Linked DNA regions of Sus scrofa: all the other regions are linked to region 1. A link is a contact called in public HiChIP or PLAC-seq data. All regions are on one chromosome and are shown on one strand. The core of a region is the stretch at or near the end of the contact, and the rest is flanking DNA. Distances in the headings are between cores, read along the strand shown.

The links. HiChIP or PLAC-seq counts read pairs in DNA pulled down with a chosen protein or histone mark.
Region 2: an H3K27ac HiChIP or PLAC-seq map of alveolar macrophages shows a contact between it and region 1. The contact joins the promoter of CDK13 here to the promoter of YAE1D1 in region 1. A contact is called at or near these places in 2 of 5 promoter capture datasets (fetal liver and liver), 1 of 47 Hi-C or Micro-C datasets (liver) and 1 of 2 datasets of contacts at active chromatin or transcription factors (alveolar macrophages).
Region 3: a contact with region 1 is called in an H3K27ac HiChIP or PLAC-seq map of alveolar macrophages. The contact joins the enhancer-like site here to the promoter of YAE1D1 in region 1. A contact is called at or near these places in 2 of 5 promoter capture datasets (fetal liver and liver), 17 of 47 Hi-C or Micro-C datasets (adipocytes, alveolar macrophages, blood and 9 more) and 2 of 2 datasets of contacts at active chromatin or transcription factors (alveolar macrophages and skeletal muscle).
Region 4: an H3K27ac HiChIP or PLAC-seq map of alveolar macrophages shows a contact between it and region 1. The contact joins the enhancer-like site here to the promoter of YAE1D1 in region 1. A contact is called at or near these places in 2 of 5 promoter capture datasets (fetal liver and liver), 19 of 47 Hi-C or Micro-C datasets (brain, embryonic fibroblasts, fetal heart ventricle and 10 more) and 2 of 2 datasets of contacts at active chromatin or transcription factors (alveolar macrophages and skeletal muscle).

The regions. Positions count from the first base shown.
Region 1 is chr18:54,661,915-54,664,498 of Sscrofa11.1, forward strand. YAE1D1 (yae1 domain-containing protein 1) reads right to left here and starts at 1,293. Exons shown (of 4, transcript XM_003360217.5): 1 at 1,101-1,293. The coding sequence starts at 1,229.
Region 2 is chr18:54,428,779-54,431,362 of Sscrofa11.1, forward strand. It overlaps CDK13 (cyclin-dependent kinase 13), which reads right to left and starts at 1,282. Exons shown (of 15, transcript XM_021078845.1): 1 at 1-1,282. The coding sequence starts at 1,161.
Region 3 is chr18:54,477,097-54,479,680 of Sscrofa11.1, forward strand. No RefSeq gene overlaps it. Among named protein-coding and RNA genes, the nearest start is that of CDK13, 48 kb to the left of the region's middle. Within about 2 kb of position 1,280, at least 33 of the 83 cell types and tissues checked have an H3K27ac peak or open chromatin away from gene starts, as enhancers often do. A contact at or near this core is called in alveolar macrophages, embryonic fibroblasts, epiblast stem cells and 2 more, where this site is marked.
Region 4 is chr18:54,502,682-54,505,265 of Sscrofa11.1, forward strand. No RefSeq gene overlaps it. Among named protein-coding and RNA genes, the nearest start is that of CDK13, 74 kb to the left of the region's middle. Within about 2 kb of position 1,275, at least 38 of the 83 cell types and tissues checked have an H3K27ac peak or open chromatin away from gene starts, as enhancers often do. A contact at or near this core is called in alveolar macrophages, fetal liver, liver and 5 more, where this site is marked.

The DNA.
Region 1 (2,584 bases), core at 43-2,542:
CTTGACGTCTAGACCCACTGGGCGCATTTACAGATACTGATTCTATATAGTTTAAAAAACTGTGTTAGCAATAGCTCCACAGAAAGTAAACATGAAGAATTAAGCGTCTGGTCCCTTGGCGACTGGATGGGTGTGGGTGGATGGGGCGGGGCAGTGAACAGGGCTACCGAGGTCTTGGAAGTGAAGTAGGGAAATAGGAAACTGGTTTAGCAAAAAGATGAGAGACTTGGTTTCGGAAATTTTGCTTGATCCCTACATTCAAATAACCTGCAAATTCTCTGTGGCAGGGATTCTGTCCTGCAAAGCACTCAAAAGATGCCCAACACATACTGGTCTAGGCTCAGCCTCACATACGGCATTTCTATTTCAGAGTATTTGCCAAGCAACTATTATTTTACTGAAACATTAAATAAGGGCAGATTTGATGGCAATTTAATGGCTGGCAAGGATATTAGGTGGAATGAACTTCATCATTTGGTACTCATCCCGAGCTGAGCTCCCAGCGCTTCGCCCGGAAACTGGGTGTGTGGTATTAAGCAGCGTCCCGGTGAATAGCAAGACAAATTAGAGACAGATAATTCACATTCAGTCACAACCCCCCCCCAACCCCACAATCACAGTCCCTTACCGGCCACCGGCATTCCACTCTCGCCTTCCCACACCGCCCTTCGACACCAGTCTCAGTTCAGTTTTTCCACCTGTCTCGGTGAACTCCCCTTCTACCTTTCGGGTGCCCCATCCCCCAAGCAACCCACGTACACTGTGCACGTGTCCTTCGACAGACGTCATTAGAACGGTGTATACTTTTCTCCCCCACCCCTTCCTCGCCGTCCCCAGCAAACCGAAGCGCTTCCAAGCCCAGAACGACTTTATTTCAGTCCGTCCCCAGCATCCCACGCAGCCCGCGGGCGCCCGCGGAGCGCGCACGCTTCCAGGTACCGCCCTGGGAAATGCTGGCAGGACGCGGACCGCGCTGAGCGGCAAAGGGTCGGGAGGGCAGCGCCGGGCCAGGCCCGGACTCGCCGGCCTCCTCGCTCGGGACCGCGCTTCCCCGCAACGCCCGGCACGGCAAGGGCCCCCCGCCCCCCACGCAGCTTTACTTTGACTCGTCTCTGCATGTGGCTCCGCCATTCCCGCTGCACCAGGAGCGTCTCGTCCGCTTCCTCGTCAAACACGTCCCCCTCCTCGCCAGGACCTGGGACCAGAGCTGCGGCTTGAATCCACGACATCACCGAGGGAGCCCCCGCGCGGCACGGCACCGGAAGCGCCGGCCACTCCTTCCGGCCCGGGGGCGGGGCGGAGGCTGCGAGCCGAGCCCGCGGGACCGTTGCGCGTGCGCGTGGGGGCGCACGACGTGCTCGCGGCGTCAGCGCTCTGCGCGCGCGTCCGGGACGGTCTGCGCTCCCGCCGGCGTTTGCCGCGCCGCTGCCTCGCTCGTGGGCGACGCGGCCTCCCCCGCCGTGGGGTCTGTCCGACCTCGGTGCCTGCGGAGGGCAGTGCCGACTCTCAGTGAGCCTGTCCGCTCCCGTCGCGGTCTCCGCCGGGGTCTGGGCGTGGGGACGCGCGAGTGGGCACCCGCGCAAGGTAGTCGGCTTCTGGGAGGCCGTTGGAGACTCCGCCGCCACCCCCCGCCCGGTGCTTCGCGGAGGTTGGAGCGCCCGATGCGCTTTAGTTGTTAGGAGCGTGGAGCCGAGGGTAACATAAAGTTGGATGCTACGGCATTTCGAGGTCCGTACATATAGAGTCCACTTTCAAAACGAAGTCCTTTTCTCGTTGCTTCACAGTATCCTCCGACGACCCCGTTCCTTCTCAAGTGCCGGAAAAGGAGCTTATTGGCTGGGTGAGGACTGGCACCTGTGCATCTCTGCGTTCTCAGCGCCGTCACTGTTCTGACCTGTAGCAGGTGTTGAAACATGTTAATGAATGGGCACCGGCAGGACTCCTGTTTTGCCCTTTACTGGCTCATGTAATGATGATTTATTTAGCTAACAGATACTCCTGAGGAACTGCCGTGTGCCAGGCACCTTTGTAGGCTATTGGGATACATCGTGAAGGACACAGACGAAAGTCCCAGCTTCGGTGGACTTTAATCTAGATTTGACAGAGAGTAAACACTAAGCGCTATAAAAGTAAATTATGGTCGTAATACATACATGCCATGAAAAAAAATTAAGAACAAGCAAAGTAAGGAGAATCATGATTATGTATGGGTGATACAGGTTATAACCTTAGGTGTTCACAGAGATTCTTTTGTATATATTTTTTGTATATATGAAAAAATATATGTGATGTACTCGTAGGTCCATGGAATATGTATAAAAACAGTCTATACTTTACCATAAAAAAAATACCGTAATAAACGACAAAGCAGATTTTACAGGTCATAGTCTTTGTAATCCAACAAAATTGGTATGAAATAATAAAAACTGCCCCAACAAGGTTAACTGTAATTTAAATATCATATTGGACATTAGAAACACCTCCCTAAATAACATTTGGATCAAAAAAGGAATAAAAATTAGAACAACATATTCAGTAAACAAATCAGAATACTTCCTACCAAAAACCTTGGGAACAAATGAAA
Region 2 (2,584 bases), core at 32-2,531, 230 kb before region 1:
GGGGCTGGGGGACACGTCGCCGCCCCGCTCGTAGGAGCTGTGGCGGCTGTAGCTGGGGGAGCGGCGGCGGCTGTAGGGGCTCGGGGAGCGGGGCAGCCGCCGAGAGTAGGGGCTGCTGCCCCCTCCGGCCGGGCTGGGGGACTTGCGGCTCCGCAGGCTCTGCGAGGCCCTGTGGGACACCGGGCTGTCGTCCCGGCCTCCCAGCGGGCTCAGGGACCGCTGCCGCCGCCGGTAGGCCTTGGGCTCGGTCTTGTCCTCGCGGTAGGCCTTGGGCGGCTCCTTGTAGGCCGAGGGCGGCTCCTTGGACGACTTAGTCCGGCTGCGATGGGCCTTCAGGTCTCGGTCCTTGCGGCTGCTGCTGCTGCTGGACGTGGCCGAGGCGCTTTTCCGGCGGCCGCCGCTGCTGCTGCTGCTGCCGCTCTTGCCGGCCTCGGCCCGCTCCTCGCCGCCGTGGCCGTGGCGGCTGCGGGACTTGGAGGCCTCGCCGCCGCCCCGCTGCCCGTCCCGCCGCCGGTGCTCGCGGTGGCGCTCCTTGCTGCGGCCGCTGCTGCTGCGGCGGTCCCGGCGGGGCCTGCGCTCCGACCCCTCCCCGCGCCTCTGGGTGCCGGAGGAGGAGGCCGGACTGCCGCCGCTGCCCCCGGTTCCCCCGGCAGCCGTCGCCGCCGTTGCCGCGCTGGCCCCCCCCAGCAGCAGCCCCTGCTCGGACTGGGAGCTCACATCCTCGTACTCCACCAGCGGGGTCACACCCCCGCCGCTACTCGCACCGCCACCGCCGTCCTGCTGCGGCTGGGGCAGCGAGAAGACCCGACGCTTCTCCGCCTCCTGCCCGGCGCGGGGCCCGCGGCGCCGCTTCTGCCGCCCTCCTGCGCGCCTCTTGCCTCTCGCCAGCCGCTTGACCTCCAGAGGGGGGCCCGGGCTGAAGCAAGAGGAGGAGGCCGCGGCGGCGGCGGCTGCGGCGGCGGCCGTGCCGGGAGCAGCCAGGAAGAGCAGAGGCGGCGGGGGCGGCGGCGGTTGCAGGAGCTGCGGCTGCAGGAGCGGCAACAGCAGCGGCGGCTGCTGAGGGGACAGGAATCGCCTCCGCTTGCGGCGTTCCTCCAACTTCTTCTCCGCCCAGCTCAAGCCCCCGCCTCCCCCCAGCGCCGTGTCCGAGCTGCTCGGCATCGCCTAGGGCCCGCCGCAGAGCGCGGCGCGGGTGCGGCCTCCTCGCGGGTCAGATCCTGGCCATCTCCCCCGCCGGAAACGGGAACGGCGGCGGAGGGACACCGAGCACCGGGGCGGGCCGGCAGACGCGCCACGATAATCCGGGTCGGGACTCCGGTCCCCGGGCTCCAGGTCGCGGTGGGGTACGCAGCGGCCTCCGGGCCCGCGGGAAGCCGGAATCCGGGCGGAGGAGCTCCCGATCGTGCTCGCCGTCCTACCCTCCGCAGCAAAAACCCCGGCGGCGCCGGGCGCCGACCCGCGGGGGAGTCCGGAGTCCTCCAAGTGCCCCCGGGGTGGGGGAGCGGCCTCGGCCGCGCTCTCGGCTCGGGCAGCGCAACGCGGAAGTACCACCTTCGTCGCCGCTTCACTCCATCGCGCCCTGACGTCGGGTGCGAGTTCAGGGGAGGGAGTGGGCGAGACAACAACACGCCTCCGCCGCCTCCCCCTCCTCCTCCGCGTCGACGTCGTCCTCCTGTGGCGGCGGCGACACACGGCGGGCGCCTCGGAAGTGGCCTGGGCCTGACAACAACTCCCGGCCTAGGGCCTCGCGCACTCGGCGGCCCGCAGGGACGGGCGGCGGGGCGGGGCGAGGCGGGGGCGACCCGGCTGCGGCTCGCGGCTGGGGCGGCGAGTGTGCGGGGCTGGGCGGGGGGCTGTTTCCGGGGAGAAGGGGGCGGGGGGGCGTTTCTGAGTCTGGAGCGGTGGGTTTGGGCCCTGACTTTCTTCCTTCGCCACCGCCGGCAGAGGTGGCGGTGCTGCCCCTTTTCTCCGCTCCCCCCCCCTCCACGAGGAGGCTCCGGGTGTGCGCGGCCGGGCCCGGCTTGCTCCTCCCCTTCCCTCTCCGCTCCTCGTCAGGAGGAGGGAGGGTGCTGGGACTCGCTGGTTGGGCCCTAACCTCCACAACCCCTCCTTCTCGCCTCGCTCTTTCGGCCTTTCCCCCCCTCGGCCCTGACGCAAGGCCGGGGGCGCGCGCGCACGTCGCGCTCCGAGAAAACCAAAGGTGAGTGGCGTCAGGGGCAAAGGAGGCGGGAACAAAGTTGCCGCGCACCGGCGTGCTCGCTCCCGCCAAGCGACGGGGGTTCTGACCGGAAGTGACGTACTGGAGAGCGCTCCACTTCCGGCGAGGGTGGGACTCTGTGTGAAGAAGGGTTAAAGAAAGGAGAGGATGCGTGCGCCGCCCACTGCTGTCGCTGGAGCGTCTCGCAGTGATGGCACGCGGGTCGTGCCTGTTGCTTGCGTCCAGCGCGCCGTGCCGGCCCCGGATCTCCGCAGGCACCGCACCGCCTGCCTGTCGAAAGGTCACGGCTGGAGAAAGAATCTGGAGACTGAGGAGTAATGCCTTTAATGGCCTTCTGGGCTGGGTATTCACCACAGCGTCCACCCT
Region 3 (2,584 bases), core at 30-2,529, 180 kb before region 1:
GCATTGCTTTAAAAAAAAAAAAAAAAAGGCAAGATATTAAACTTGATATAATGTCAGCTAATCTACAGATCTCACTCAAATTTCACTAATTGTCCCAATAACACCTTTCACGAGAAAATAAATCGCAGAATGTGACTTGTGTTCTGTTAGTCTCTTGGCAATCACTGAATTCTCCAGCCGGTTAGAACATTTTGCAACCTTCCCCCACCCTGTCTCGTCCCAGGAATGTATTATAGCAGTAGCTCTCTCTCTATTTTTAAAATCTTTTTAGGGCCACACCTGGCATATGGAAGGTCCTTGGCTGGGGGTCGAATAGGAGCTGCACCTGCCAGCCTACACCACAGCACAGCCGTGTAGGATCCAAGCTGCATCTGTGACCTGTACCATAGCAACCCTGGATCCTTAACCCACTGAATGAGGCCAGAGATGGAACCCACATCCTCATGGATCCTAGTCAGGTTCATTAAGCCGAGTCAGGGCAGGAACTCCAGTAGCTCTGTTCTTATTCACATCCAATGAGAAAGAATAGGTCCAAGCCTCTCCGGGTGAACTCAATTTCTCGCAATAGAATCCTTATGTCCTGATTGGTCTGACGTGGTTCACGTGTTCTTCCTCGAACCAATGACCGCTGTCAGCTTCGCCTGGATCACCTACTTCTCCCCAAGAGCCGGGGTGGATTCAGGGTCCCCTGGAGCTTGTGGGCTCATCGTGTGGGAGGAGTGGTTCCCTAGAGCAAAATCGGGGTACTGTTACTACAGAGTAGAGCTAGATGAAAACAGCAGCAACAGCAACAAATGCCCAGTACAGTCTCCCCTTGATGGGTGTCCAACCTTCACTTCGGCACCAAAGCAGTAACCGTCTACTGAGCTCGGCCAAAGAAAACCTCTCTCAGGACCAGAGCACAGGTACCCTCCAACCGAAGTGTTCCTTTTCACGCAGCAAATATTTTAATCTCTCTTCTTTCATTCACAGCACAGAGATGCTCTGGTCCAGCTGCCACTTCTGTTTTGTTTTCGAACGTAATTAATTCTCACAACAGCTCCCCGCAGCAGCAGGAGATGGCACTCAGGACGGCTGTTCTCTTGCTCTCTGTGCGTCACCCACTCGGCCGGGCCTGCTTCCCTACCCCCCACCCACAGCCCTGGCGGTCCTACTCCCAGCCCCAGGCCCCAGCTAGAGCTCATTGCAATCCGAAGGGGGCGGGGGGGTAAGGGGCGGGCCCCTCTGCCGGTTTCCCTGGCAGCTGAGGAGCCAATCCGACTTCAATGCCGCGCAGACCTGGCCCTCGCCCGCCCCCCAGCAAGGTCCCGCCCATCTTCCGCCGCGGGCGGTGCAGCGCCGGCCGGGCCTCCGACGGGTAAGCTCCCCGTCCATTAATCCCTAAAGGGGTCTGTCGTGGACTCCGCGGTCTTTCTTTGCTCTTCGAGCTGTGCAGATGCAGCCCAACACCTATTCTTCCCTCTTTCGAAAAACATACGGTGTACTAAAAAAAAAATGATGTCTTTGAAATCATTTTACTAAGGAAATAAACTTAAACCCAAGGGTTTCTTTGTTCCAAGCCACAGGTCTTCTGGAATTGTGATCTTAAAACAAAGAAACTTATGTGCTATTTTTCCTCTCAGTGTCTTATAAAAAAAAACAAATCCGGAGAAGCTTGTCATTTTTCTGCCTTTTCTTTCTTCTAATAATATTTTTTTTTTTTTTTTTTTTTTTGCTTTCTAGGGCCACACCTGCGGCATATGGAGGTTCCCAGGCTAGGGATCTAATCGGAGTTGTAGCCGCCGGCCTACACCAGAGCCACAGCAATGCCAGATCCGAAACGAGTCTGCCACTACACCCCAGCTCCTGGCTGGGCCAGGACGGGAATTCCCTTCTGCCTTTTCAAATGACAGTTTTCATCTCTCCTGGAAGCTGGAGGGCTCGCCCTGTGGGGTGATGATTTGTCCCTGTTCACGTGTCTTCTGATTGTGCACTTGTACATTTTGCTGTCACAGAAGATCTTCAGTCAGTCTTGTTCCCCTGCTCTCAGCTCTGTTGTTGCCAAAACTCAGCCTCTGTCCATCGGCGCCTAATAGAAACGCAGGCGGAGGAATGAGCAGCTTTGATCGCTTTGGCAGGCGAAGGAGGTCACGGCGGACTAATGCCCTAAAGACTGTGCCCTCCTTCGGGAGAGAATAGGAGATGGTCTTACCGTTTGGGAGTGGGAACCAGGGCCACGGATAAGGATCAGGGTAGAGCAAATTTCATTCTTCCTTTAAAAATTTCCTTTAAGACTTTATTATTGCATTTGTTGTAAATTACACAGGGATATTTATTGTTACAGTGTTTTTCTTTTTTCTTTCTTTCTCATTCTTCTTCTAAGTTGGTGTTGAGTGGCCCTGGGACTGGTTGGGGTGGTCCTGGAGTGAAGAAGGCTTTGTCAGGTAGTCAGCGCCTTTCATTTGCTGGGGGTTTTACCTCCGCTACTCTTCTGTGCATCCCTAGAGGAGGAACTGGGACCTGCCCCAAGGCTGCCCTTTTGTTTCTTGGCTGTCCCTTTTCTGCTCCTCTTAGCTCTGAGGAGCAACTGCTTGATCCCACCCTT
Region 4 (2,584 bases), core at 25-2,524, 160 kb before region 1:
ACAGCTGGCTCACCCACCCTTCTCGTCCTGCCTGTTTGGCTCCTGAAAGCTGAGAATTCCCTGCCCCACAGGGAGAGAAGCTGACACCTCGTCCGGCCTGCAGAGCCCAGCCCAGACAGCTCCTTGGTGACAGCTTTCCCTACCCACCCCAGCCCCTTTCCAGGAGGGGTGAGCCGCTTCTTGCTCGGGGTTCCCGGGACCCCCTCGTGCTCAGGTCACAGCATCGCACCCCCCCCCCCCCCGTGTTATAGGTCGACGGACTCCTGAGACCTGTGTGGATTCCCAGTGTCTCTGTCTGTTCCTGGCCCAGGAGAGCGTCTGAGTGTTCATTGGATGGAAAGAATGTGTGCTTCCTCCTGACCACAGGCTCTGATCTGTGTTCATGCCTCTGGATTCCTAGTACGCAGGGCACCTGTGCCAGTGAGGGTGCCCGGCCAGCAAGGTGCACCAAAGCTTTGTCGCTGCCTCGTGCATCTTTCCTGGTTAGGCTGAACTATTGACCCCTCCCGAGCTCTGCCTTTTGGAAACAGCCGTGTCCTTAGACCTTTGGGCTCAGACCTAGGCTTTGCAAGTCTTGCTCATGTTGAGGTAACAGACCCCAGGCGGTTCTCGAGGAGACCCTGTAGCTTACCACCCACACTGGCGCACTTGGCGGAGTGAAGGGGGACGTCAGTAAGGGCGCTGATGCTGACCTTGGCCTCTGTCCACTGGTGCTGAATAGAAGTGCAGAGAAAAATAGCTGTATTGCTTGGCCAGGCAAAGGGGGACACAGCAGACGAGCGCCCTAAAGGCAGTGCCTGCTTTGGGAGAGAGTAGGAGGTGGTCTTATAGTTTGGAAGGAAAAGTAGGGCCACAGCTGAGGACTGGCTGGATGTCAGCTTTCGCGCTTCCAAGCTGGGCTCTGGTGGCCCCAGGGCTGGTTCTGGGGGTCCTCCCCTGTGCTTTCATTTGGTGGGGGTTTTAGTTCTGCAGAAGAACTTGCAGATCTTGTTATGCGTATTTTTGAGGAGGAACCAGGACGCTGCCCCACGGCTGCACTGTTGTTTTGGAGGCTTCCTCCCTGGTCTCTGCATCCGCTCCCTTCTCTCTAATGAGCAATTATTTGAACCTGGCCTTTGGAGCAGGGAGGGCCCTGGAGGCGGAAGCTTATTCCCTAAAAGCAAGAAATGGGGGACACAGAAAAGCTTGAGTGTCCAGGAGCCCCGCAAAGTCCGGGTTGTTTTCAGCACCAGGCTGACAGGGGAACTGAGAGGTGTGTCACCCCATCTCTGAGCCACGTGGGCGCTGGGCTTGACTAGAGGGTGGAGGGGCAGTTTGGTTTTGGTTTCGGTTTTGGTCGGGCCTGCAGCTTGTGGAAATTCTTGGGCCACAGCAGTGACAATGCTGGATCCTTGCCCCCCTGAGACACTGGGGAACTCCTCGGAGGAGCAGAGCAAGGGTCTCGTGTGTGAATTGGAGATTAGCACCTCCCATCTGCCTCCACATGGATTAAACCAGGAGCCACGGCAGCTGCTGAGCCTCAGCACCCCGCGTGGAGCTCAGGGTGGAGACCAGGAGTGAGACACTCTGGGCTCTGGGAAAACTGGCAGAACAGGCCTTCAGAGAGTCAGATTTTTTTTTTTTTTTTTTTTTTTTTTGCTTTTTAGGGCCACACCTGGCTCATATGGAAGTTCCCAGGCTAGGGGTCTAGGGGTCGAATTGGAGCTGTAGCTGCTGGCCTACGCCACAGCTGTAGCAACTTCAGATCCGAGCCCCATCTTCGACCTACACCACAGCTCATGGCAACGCCAGATCCTTAACCCACTGAGCGAGGCCAGGGATCAAACCCGCAACCTCATCATTCCTAGTCAGATTTGCTTCTGCTGCGCCACAATGGGAACTCCTAGTTAGCTATTTTTAGAAGATTTTAGGTGCCCAACTCTTGCATCGCCTCAAATCTAGAAAAGCGCTAAATGGCCTCGTCTGCTTCCCATGACTCGTCGCCACCCTCCCGACACCAGCAGCAAACTCTGTAAAAGGCAGGCGCCTCCCCCTCCCCTTCGTCACTCGCATCTTGCTGTGTCCCCTTTCCTCCTTGCGGGGGCATTTCAGAGCTGTCTGAATTGCTGCCGCCTGGGCTGCCCTCAAGCCCACAAAACAAAAGCTGTCCCAGTCCTCTGCGAGTGCAGCCACCTCCAGGTGAGCCCGCGACCCCGGGGGAACTCAGGAAGGACACCAAGGACACCTGCCAGCCAGCAGCCAGCAGCCGGCAACCTCTCCCCACAGGGAGCCCCGAGGAAACTGGGGCTGGGCAAGCACAGGACACCGGCCCAGACGGCCCAGGAGCCGCTCAGGGATGGGTGCAGGGAGCCCAGACCTTCGCACCTTCCCACACAGAGAAAAGCCCTGAGTTCCTCGAGAGCTCTGCTTTGCCTTGCTTTGCTTGCTTGCTTTTTCTTTCTTTCTTTTTTCTTTTTTTTTTTTTGTTTTTGTCTTTTTCGCCTTTTCTAGGGCCGATCCCATGGCATATGGAGGTTCCCAGGCTAGGGGTCTAATGGGAGCTGTAGACGCCAGCCTACACCACAGCCACAGCTACACCGGATCC